2 separate regions of the Danio rerio genome follow, and region 2 is linked to region 1. A link is a contact called in public HiChIP or PLAC-seq data. All regions are on one chromosome and are shown on one strand. Each heading gives the region's core, a stretch centred on a gene start, on an enhancer-like site or on the middle of the called end of the contact. The rest is flanking DNA. Distances are from core to core; before and after follow the strand shown. Region 1 holds the start of si:ch211-22i13.2. Region 2 holds the start of kcns3b (potassium voltage-gated channel, delayed-rectifier, subfamily S, member 3b).

What was found. HiChIP or PLAC-seq counts read pairs in DNA pulled down with a chosen protein or histone mark.
Region 2: an H3K4me3 HiChIP or PLAC-seq map of gastrula embryo shows a contact between it and region 1, with 3 times the contacts expected there. The contact joins the promoter of kcns3b here to the promoter of si:ch211-22i13.2 in region 1. A contact is called at or near these places in 3 of 4 datasets of contacts at active chromatin or transcription factors (caudal fin, embryo and gastrula embryo).

Annotation. Positions count from the first base shown.
Region 1 is chr20:15,247,935-15,252,965 of GRCz12tu, forward strand. si:ch211-22i13.2 reads right to left here and starts at 3,144. Exons shown (of 7, transcript NM_001020779.2): 1 at 2,959-3,144; 2 at 2,336-2,405; 3 at 2,054-2,215; 4 at 1,860-1,918. The coding sequence starts at 2,961.
Region 2 is chr20:15,350,536-15,355,566 of GRCz12tu, forward strand. It overlaps kcns3b (potassium voltage-gated channel, delayed-rectifier, subfamily S, member 3b), which reads left to right and starts at 2,163. Exons shown (of 2, transcript NM_001037383.2): 1 at 2,163-2,255; 2 at 4,679-5,031. The coding sequence starts at 4,736. zpax2 (zona pellucida protein AX 2) reads right to left here and starts at 2,122. Exons shown (of 21, transcript NM_001044869.3): 1 at 1,964-2,122; 2 at 1,836-1,888; 3 at 1,676-1,756; 4 at 1,469-1,593; 5 at 1,156-1,296. The coding sequence starts at 1,983.

The sequences.
Region 1 (5,031 bases), core at 1,894-4,393:
TATCAACAATAGTGCTTTGGGGGGAAAATCTTTTTTTTAATTGAACTTTTTTTTTTATTTTGAACTTTTATACCCCACACAACATAAAATTCACTATACAAAATCAACATTCAGGAAACTAATGTAAACAAATTATAATAAAAATGATAGCAAAACAAAAATTATAACAAATATAAAATAATACAATACAATATAACAGACAGTCAAATTGACAACCCTTCAATTTTCCTTTTATGTGCTCTCCGAATATTGCAAAAAAACTACCCCATTTATGATTAAAAGTATGGGTGGAGTCCTGAAGTCTTGCCAACAAACGTTCATATTATGCAGTAGAAGTCATCAGTTCAATCCCTAAAAGAGGGAGTATCTGAGTTCTTCCAATTTCGCAGCACTAGTCTGACAGCAATAATACATCCTGTGACGACTAGCCCAGCCTGTGCTTTAGATATTCCGTTCTGTAAAGTGGATGTATCACCAAGAAGACAGACTCTTGGGCAATAGGGTAAAGGATTTTCCAGCCATTTCTCTAGGTTTTGAATAACTCTTGTTCAGAATGGAGCCACCAAATGACAGCTCCACATTAAATGTAAAAAAGTGCCCAGAGAATGACCACATTTCCAACATGGTTATTTTTCATTATTCCTATCCTATGCAGTCTTACTGGGGTCCAGTAATATTGATAAATTATCTTGTAATGTATGAGTTTACTCCTAACATCTCTCACAGTACCCCCTATTCCAGAAACTACTGCCTCCCATTCACCCTCTTCAAACTCCACCTCCAGGAAAAAATTCTTAAATAATCATTCCATACATGTTGTTTGCAGCAATCTTATAAACAAAAGATGTGGTTTGCACCGACTTTGGCATATTTAGAAACCCTAAAAAAACTCTTTCTTCTGCTCCTGCCTTATATCCCACGGACCTTATACTACTATGCAGCTGTATATATTTCCAGAAATCCCCTTTATCTTATAGATTGAATTTGTCTTTCAACTCCTGAAATAAATACAGTGCCCCCTGTCCATATAAATCATCAACTGTTTTCAGGCCTTTTTTACACCAATCCTTCCCTTGGGGGAAAATTAAAAATTAATCTGGGTTCCACAGAATAAAATCCTATTATAACACGTTAGGTCTGCACGATATTGAAAAAAAATCTAACATTGTGACGTTTAGGGGTCCCCCGACACATTTTCGTTGTTATCTGTGCTATTTGCAGTGCATTTTTGTATTTCCATATGTTGTGAGTATTTCAATGCACATGTTTTGTCAGAGATCGATGAGTTAAAGTTTACTATTTGCATTTCCATAAAATCCAATAAACAATCTACAAACTTCTTGGGGTCCCCAACACATCTTTGTTGTGGTCTGTGCTATTTGAGGTGCATTTCTCAAATTGAGGTGTATTTGCATGTGCTGTAAGTTTTGTAATGTATACCAATCTATAAATACAATCAACAAAAGATACAATAAAAACAAAGTGTTTTATCGTTTTACAATTCTAACAGTATTAAAGTATAGTAACTGAATGATAAAAATGAGTCAATAAAAGTCATCCAAAGTTATGGTCACAAATGGGGCAATTTCTTATAACTGAATGTTTTTAAAGTCATTATACAATCACAGGCATCAAAAAGACATGCAAATGATCAATTATGATATAAACTCAACATTGCATGTATCCTGCAATGTGACTTTTGCGAATGGTCACATTGCGATAGCGATGCTGATACCATATATTGTGCAGCCCTATAACATGTTTATTATATTCATTTTTACGTTTGTGCAACCTTTCACTTAACTTTTTAAATTTTGTGTTTATTCGTCAAGCGTTTTTGCTCAAAAAGAGCCTGATACCTTTTTGCCGTGTTTCTCTTTACTTTTCTTTGAAGATTTCCCTCGCTTTTTGCAAGAATCTGCCAGAGGAAGCACAAAACACAGACCATGCATATCAGTTTAAAGAGTTCGTTCTTTTCCAGTAAAGAAATAATTTTTACACTAGTGTTCTTAAACATCATTGTAGTACAAAATGATTTCTGTATTAACCTTACCTGAGCCACTGGAGCTGGAGATACTGTGTGATGAAGAACTGCTAGATGACGATCGTGAAGAAGAAGAGGAGGAAGAGGAAGAAGAGGAGGAGGAAGACGAAGAACTGGATGATGAGGAGGAAGATCTGCTTCTGCTTCTTGCCCGTTTGCGGTTTTCTCTACCTGTTGGTACATATATTTAAAACACTGTAGCTCTAAGAAAATCATGTCTGTGTGTTTTTGTCAGTCAAGGAATGTTACATAGTTTTTACAGTATATAGAACAATTTTTTTAGAGACAAACCTCTGCTGTTAGACCGTCTTCTGCTTTTTGTACTCGACTCACTTCTCTCCGTGGCGTTCACTTTTGCAGACTATAATAAATTTAAATAAATAAATACTATTTTGAACTATTTAATACATAAACATTGGGCTGTTTAGAAAGAATTTACGTTATCACAACATTTTATACTGAGGTAAAGTTGGTTTTATATCCACACATTCGTTCAACGAAAACTTGTGACACTTGTTTACTACGCACAGTTTACCACACAATATGCGGTCTGAAATAGCATAAGTTATATGACTTCAAATCAACAATAGCAGTATTTAATTAACTTGGAACAATTTTGTCACTGCTTGCTTTTTATAATTAGCAAAGAATGCTTTTCTGAAGTAATATTATTAAGGAGAAAGTCCGAATGTGCGAAAATAAAACTAGTTTTACCCCAATACATAAACTGATGCTCATATTGAATAGCAATTGCCATTGTAAAGACATGGTCCCGATTTAACAAGCTTAATGGTTGTAGGACATTTACACGTTATCTACAAAAAACGGTAAATAACAAAAGTTAGTCAAAGCTTATACATCTAAAGGTTTACCGACACTGGATTAAATTTGAGCAGTTCAACTCTTTAACTTACCATGTTTATGATGTGTCGTATCCTTCCGACCACTACAAAAACACAAAAATCAGCCTGATAAACTGATCTGAATATATTCCTTTCTGAAAATAAACTGCGGTGAAAATAAACGCTTGTTTTTCATTTCTATGATCGGTTCATGCGTATCAATAACATAAACACCACTGCGCGGCCATCTTATTTTACGTCACACACAAAAAGTATCCGGGTACTGTTTTACTGCGCAGGCGCGTGGCCCAGACGAGTTTATTATAAGATTTTCCTAATATATATATATATATATATATATATATATATATATATATATATATATATATATATATATATATATATATATATATATATATATATATATATATATAAATGCCTGGCGATGCTGGGCCAATCATAGCCGTATAATGCCACACAATCCCGAATGAACATTAAAGCAATATTACACGATAACAATATTCTGTGGTAAAATGTGCCACAAAATGTTTTATTGTAGTATAAAATGCCAGTTTTAACGGTCCTTTTAACGGATCTACAGGCTGCATACATATTTATGTTTGGTTTGGACCGAAATTGTCTAATGAGGCTGCAGATGGCGCCAACGATTAAACTTTAGGCTGCGGCTAATGTGGTGTCGGTCCTGCAAAAATCAGCTTCAACCCCCAATCAAAAACACGCAAACCAGTTCATCAATTTATTCAGGCTTACTTGATAATAATAGTCAGGTTTTTCAGAAAACCGATGAAAAAATTGCTTAAACAATTGCAATTGAGTAAAACAACACAAAAAGTAATTTAAGAGACCAGGAGACCATTCAAAATGTATTTGAAAGGTATGCTATTGTTTTCAGTCGCCAAGTATACATCTGTAAAAATATTGCTTTGCTGCATATATTTCTTTTATTAATTGTGTTTTCATCATAAGAAATATTGCCAAAATAAACTTAATATAGGCATAGGCTATGTTCTTTTCAGCTTAGTCCCTTTATTAATCTGGGGTCGCCACATCAGAATGAACCACCAGCTTATGTTACATGTTGTACACAGCAGATGTCCTTTCAGCCGCAACCCTTCACTGGTAACATCTATACACACTCATTTACACACACACATACATACACATGGTCAATTGCATACACAATTCATCCAATTCACCCAATTCATGTCTTTGGTTATATTGGGGAAACCAGAGTACCCGGAGGAAACCCACAGGAACATGGGGAGAACATGCAAACTCAACACAGAAATGCCATCTGACCCAGCCCAGGCTCAAACCAGCAACCCTCTTGTTGTGAGGCGAACATACCCACTTTGCCACTCATATATTATAAAAGTGGAAATTCCATTTATTAACTTCAAAAATCAAACACATTAGCCTACTTCATGGCATTTATTATAGCTCCAATATATTTTCTGTTTTTATTTTAATAAAAATAAATAAATCCTTTTTGGATTTCAGAAATAACCCACAAAAAGCAGTAACAATAAAAAAATAAAAATAAAAAAAACGGATCATTTTTACTTATATTTGAGCTCTAGTAATAATTCAAATTCATGATATTGGTATGATGGTGAAGCAGTGGCGCAGTAGGTAGTGCTGTTGCCTCATAGCAAGAAGGTCGCTGGTTCGAGCCTCTCAGTTGGCGTTTCTGTGTGGAGTTCGCATGTTCTCCCTGCGTTCAAGTGGGTTTAATAAAGGGACTAAGCAGACAAGAAAATGATATTGGAATGATTCCTGAAGGATCATGTACAGTAAAAGCTATTTGGACAATTAAATGGCTGATTCATTCACTAATATTCTTGTCGGCTTATTTCCTTTATTAATCTGGGGTCGCCACAGTGGAATGAACCGCCAACTTATCTAGCACGTTTTTACACAGCGGATGCCCTTCTTGTGAGGCAACGGCACTACCTACTGCACCACTGCGTCGCAGAAATGGCTGATTTATTAGTCATTTTTGAGCGAGATGCTAATTATCTAATCCAATTCAAAGATTTATGCTAAGTTAAGCTTAAAGTGCTTTCGCCAGACCTAGAGATCGGCTATATTAAAAAAATTATCAAATTCAACTGTTTAATTCTA
Region 2 (5,031 bases), core at 913-3,412, 100 kb after region 1:
AGTTACTTTTTAGTAATTTTTTGTAGACAAAGCTGAAAATCAAACATAACTCCTATCATAACATAACAATTTTTACTTTAGATTTAACACATGCTGCAAGACTTCCCAAGCCCCCAAAATATGACATTTTGTTTGTATCATTATTTTTAATATTATTATTATTATAATCCCAAAATAAGCCCAAAAGACTTCATTAGCTCCATTTAATTAAGATTGAAGCTAGACATTGCAGCAATATTGCTCTCCAGGAACTAACACATTTCAAACAACACTGAACACAGTTTTTGTACTTCGTTCTTGGAAATTGTCGAGAAAGCTACAAGAAGTTGGACTTGAGGCTGATAAAAGATCATGAGATGCATCATTTGATTTCAACAGTTAGTTCTGCTAAACCAAGATTAGCATCTGATTAGTTCTGCTAAACACAAGCTAGCTTATGTGAAATGCATAAAAAAATTTAAGTACGTTTACAACCAAAAATGAGCATGAACCCTACTAATAAAGGGTTTGTCTAAAATTATATTAGATTTATAGGGCAATATACAGAAACTTTTGCTTAACATTAGCTGTATTAAAAAGAGCAGCTATCACTTTCTAAAAAAATTTTGTTAGTCATAATTGGCACAATAACATGTTATGAAACATTCATATCTCACTGAGTGAAAATGTGACACAATGGACAAGAACGCGTCAAGGTGGAAGTTGGACATTTTAAAGTTCCATACCTCTGACTGGTTGGAACGCAGCATAAACGCCAACCATAAAGCTGTCATTGGTCAAATTTAAAGGGATAGTTCACCCAAAAATGAAAATTTATTCACACTTATGTAATTCCAAACCTTTATGAGTTCCTTTATTCTGGTGAACACAAAATAAATAATTTAAATAAAAATGAAAATTAATAATCACAGGCATACATAATACGAAAAACAAATACAACGGAAATCAATGTTCATGGGTTTCCAGCTTTCTCCAAAATATCTTTTTATGTTCAACAGAATAAAGAATCTTATAAAGGTTTGGAACAAGGCACAGTAAATGGTAAACAATTTTTTTTAGATTTGGGTAAAATATCCCTTTAATGCACACGAACCACACAAGCACTGTAACATCCAAAAAATAGCAAAAGTTGATGCAAATAAAGAGTTTCTTTGCCTCCATGAAGTTGGTATCACACAGAATCTCACGTGATGCCATGGTGTAACTGCAGGACTTGGACACTTCATGGACTTTCTCAGACAGCGTAGAGAGTTTGTACAGTTTAAACTTCATAGCTACTTTAATTTCCTTGTCACCCTTCAGAAAAAACATAAAAGGGTTGGGTAAGTGTAATTAGAGATTAAAACAAAAGTATTTTCTTCTTAAATACTTTCTTTTTTTTTCATATTTACATATAAACCATAGCTTCAAAACTAGACTTTGGTAAATGCTTAAAATTAAAAATTTTAAGCATTTAGTTAGACACAACCTGTTTCTCTGCAAAACAGCTCTGTAGGGAAGCTGACACTATCATATTGCCCCAGGGATCAGATTTCTGTGTGTATCCACACTGAGCCGCCAGGAAAGGTGTGAGAAGGACTGTCTGGGTGTTATCTGAAACAACCAGAGCAGGTCTGAATTGAGTGCTGGGTGTATTAAACTCACTGGCACGCAGGCAAAAGGTCAATCAACTTACTGACTGCATAAACCTCAAGAAGACTCAAAGAACCAGGGAGGGTAAACTGCACCCGGTTTCCAAGACATTCAGCTTGAATTTCTGCAATCAAAGAAATGCATCCATTAAGTTTATTACACACACTTGACTCAAGCTATTTTACACCGATAGTAAGGCTTACCTTCAAAGGTATCCGCAAACGTACTTATTAGTGTGGTCATAAGCCATAAAGCTCTACAAACATGAAAAAAATAATAATCAAAACACCTCGTGGTCCAAACCTTAATATTTAAACATCCCCACACATACCCTGTTTCAAAGCACCTCATTCTTGGATTCTTTTAAAGTGTATATAAACCGTCAAAGTTATGTTTTCTACACAAACGCGAGAGGGATGAGAGAGGTAATTAGTGCGCACGCGCGTTCCGTCTGATTGCGCGAAATTGCAAACAGGTGAGCAGGTCCAACAGCTCCGTCCAACTAGGTGTGGAGTTTTGAGGGTTAACTCAAACCGATCATGTATTATTGATGAAGTGAACGTTTCTTTTGTGTTTGTTAAAACAGACGTGCTGAAAGAAGCGAAAGAGCTGAGGACTCGTGGGTATGTGATCTTTTGGTTTTATTTGCACAAGTTGTCTCACTTTTTGACAGTTCTGTTTGATCGTTTATTCTAGTTATTATGTGTAAGAAGATAATGCGGATATTTTTGTAAATATAAATTTTTATTAAGACTGCTTCTCAATAACATGCTTTGACTCGTATCACACATATAAAATGTTAACATAGCCTATATTTAAAATATTTAAAATTTTGCATTTACGTATTTTTAACTTGGATTTACAAATATGTAGCTATATATGTTGAAATGTATTAGAATTTATATATTTGCTAAAAATGTGTGTGTGTGTGTTTGTGTGTGTGTGTGTGTGTGTGTGTGTGTGTGTGTGTGTGTGTGTGTGTGTGTGTGTGTGTGTGTGTGTGTGTGTTTTATTTTGTATATGTATGAATATTTAATTCCAACCCTCGAATAAAAATGTAAAGTGCCATTTGGCAGTATCTTGAAATATACAGTATGTTACTTAGACATATCACATATAGATGTAGTTTGCATGTTATTCTATAGTGCTCAGCATACTTGAGTACACCCCATTTTGAAGATGAATATTTTTATCCATTTCTCAGTAAACATATGCAATGTATTTTAGTACATTTAAACAAAACAGATTTATTAAACAGATGTATTTATTAAAATAATATTTTAGTCACCAAACATATTTAGAAATTAAAAGATTCAAGTGAAATATTGCAAAAATAAATTACAATCTACAAAATTTTAACTAAATTTTTCTTTTTTCTTTTTTTATTTTTGCTTCTCTTGGTTTTTTTCCTCTTTTTAAAATGTGTATTTAATATTTTTCTCTGGCATATAAATGTGGGTGTACTAGTTTTTGGATCGTTTAGTTATTTTGTTAGATAAGATCCAGATTTGGCTTCAGTACTGACTAATTTAATGTAATTATAATATTGTATAGCTTCCTATTAAAAAATTTGAATTTTAATATATCGATTTGTGAGGGAATAATGCTGAGCACTGTATATAAGAGTAATTTCAGTTTCATCTATAAGGCAAATTAGAGTTATTATTTTTTTTAGCAAATTATAACATAAACACCGTGGTTTGATATTTCTACTAGATAATATTTTTGCTAGTTAAACCCTTGAATGGACATAAGCATAAATTATTTATTCCGTCATTCATTTTCTTTTCGACTTAGTCGCTTCATTAATCCAGGGTCGCCACTGCAGAATGCACCGCCAACTTATCTAGCACATGTTTTATGCAGCAAATGTCCTTCTAGCTGCAAGTCATCCCTAGGGAACATCCATACACACTCATTCACACTCAAACACTATAGACAATTTAGCCTATCCGATTTACCTATACCGGAGCACCCGGAGGAAACCCACGCGAATGCAGAGGGAACATGCAAACTCCACACAGAGACGCCAGCTGACCCAGCTGAGGCTCGAACCAGCGACCTTTTTGCTGTGAGGTGACAGTACTACCAACTGCGCCACTGCGTCGACAGCATAACTTATTATATATCCTATAATGAACAGATTTCTCACATCATTGCAATTTTAAGTTGTTCTGTTATTCAAAATTTATGTAGTCCTTTGTACTTCATTTAATTATGTTTTTGTCTTTTTTTTGTTTGTAATTTGTTTACATTCTTTGCTATTTCAATAATTATTTTTGTTTTGGTTTAACAACTGAAAAGCCACAAGCAAATTATAGGTGCCTTTATTTATTTATCTTAAATAGATAGTTCACTGAAAAATAAAAAAAATAAAAATCTTCCGCCATACAGTGTACTCACCTTTTACTTGTTCAAAACAAGTTTAAGTTTGTTTTTGTTCTGTTGAGCACAAAAGAAAATATATTTAAGAATGTTGGAAACATATTAATCTCCAACTCCTATGTGAGAAAGTCTTACCTCTGATTTATATTTGGTGATGATGTCTGTGGGTTTTCCCATTGCTGGGTTGCAGCTGGAAGGGCATTCATGCGTAAAACATATGGATAAATTAGCGGTTCATTCCGCTGTGTCGACCCCAAATTAATAAATTGCTTAAGTCAAAAAAAAATGAACGAATAAATGAATGAATGCCTGTGGGTGTCACCATTCAAAATTAAGACACAGCTTTTAATTTATAATATCTTATTGATTTTCGTCAATAAGGACGCATGACAGATGCGTGGGAGACTGAAAAATAAACCGTGAAACTCTGACCATTTGGAAAAGAGTTACTCGGGCGTGACTTGTTTTAGCTCTTTTGGTCCATTTAGAAGCTTTGCCATGTGAAATTGAACCGCACCAGGAACAAAGTGCAACAATGAAACTATTTTAATCCCTGTTTCAGAACAAAAGAATCGATCCACAGGTGTGAAAGCACCCTAACTGAACAAATTGATTCACCAAGATAGTCGTATAGCTAACCTTCAGATTTCTGCTCTTTTAGTGCAAAATGCAAGAACATCCCAGGCAAGACCTCCAGATTCGATGAACACGCTCCACCATGATGTACGGCCAAATTCTCCACCATCAAGGCAGGGAGGAAGATCTTGTAAACCTGAACATTGGAGGCATCCACCACAAGGTGGAGCGTTGTGTTCTCCTCCGATTCCCCCACACTCGCGTGGCTCAACTAATCCAGTGCCACAGTGACGCCGCCATCTTGGAGCTCTGCGACGACTACAGCCCGACAGAACAGGAATACTATTTCGACAGAAGCCCGCAAGTCTTCCACTGCGTCCTGAACTTCTATCGCACTGGACACTTCCACACTCTGGAGGAACTGTGCGTGTTCTGCTT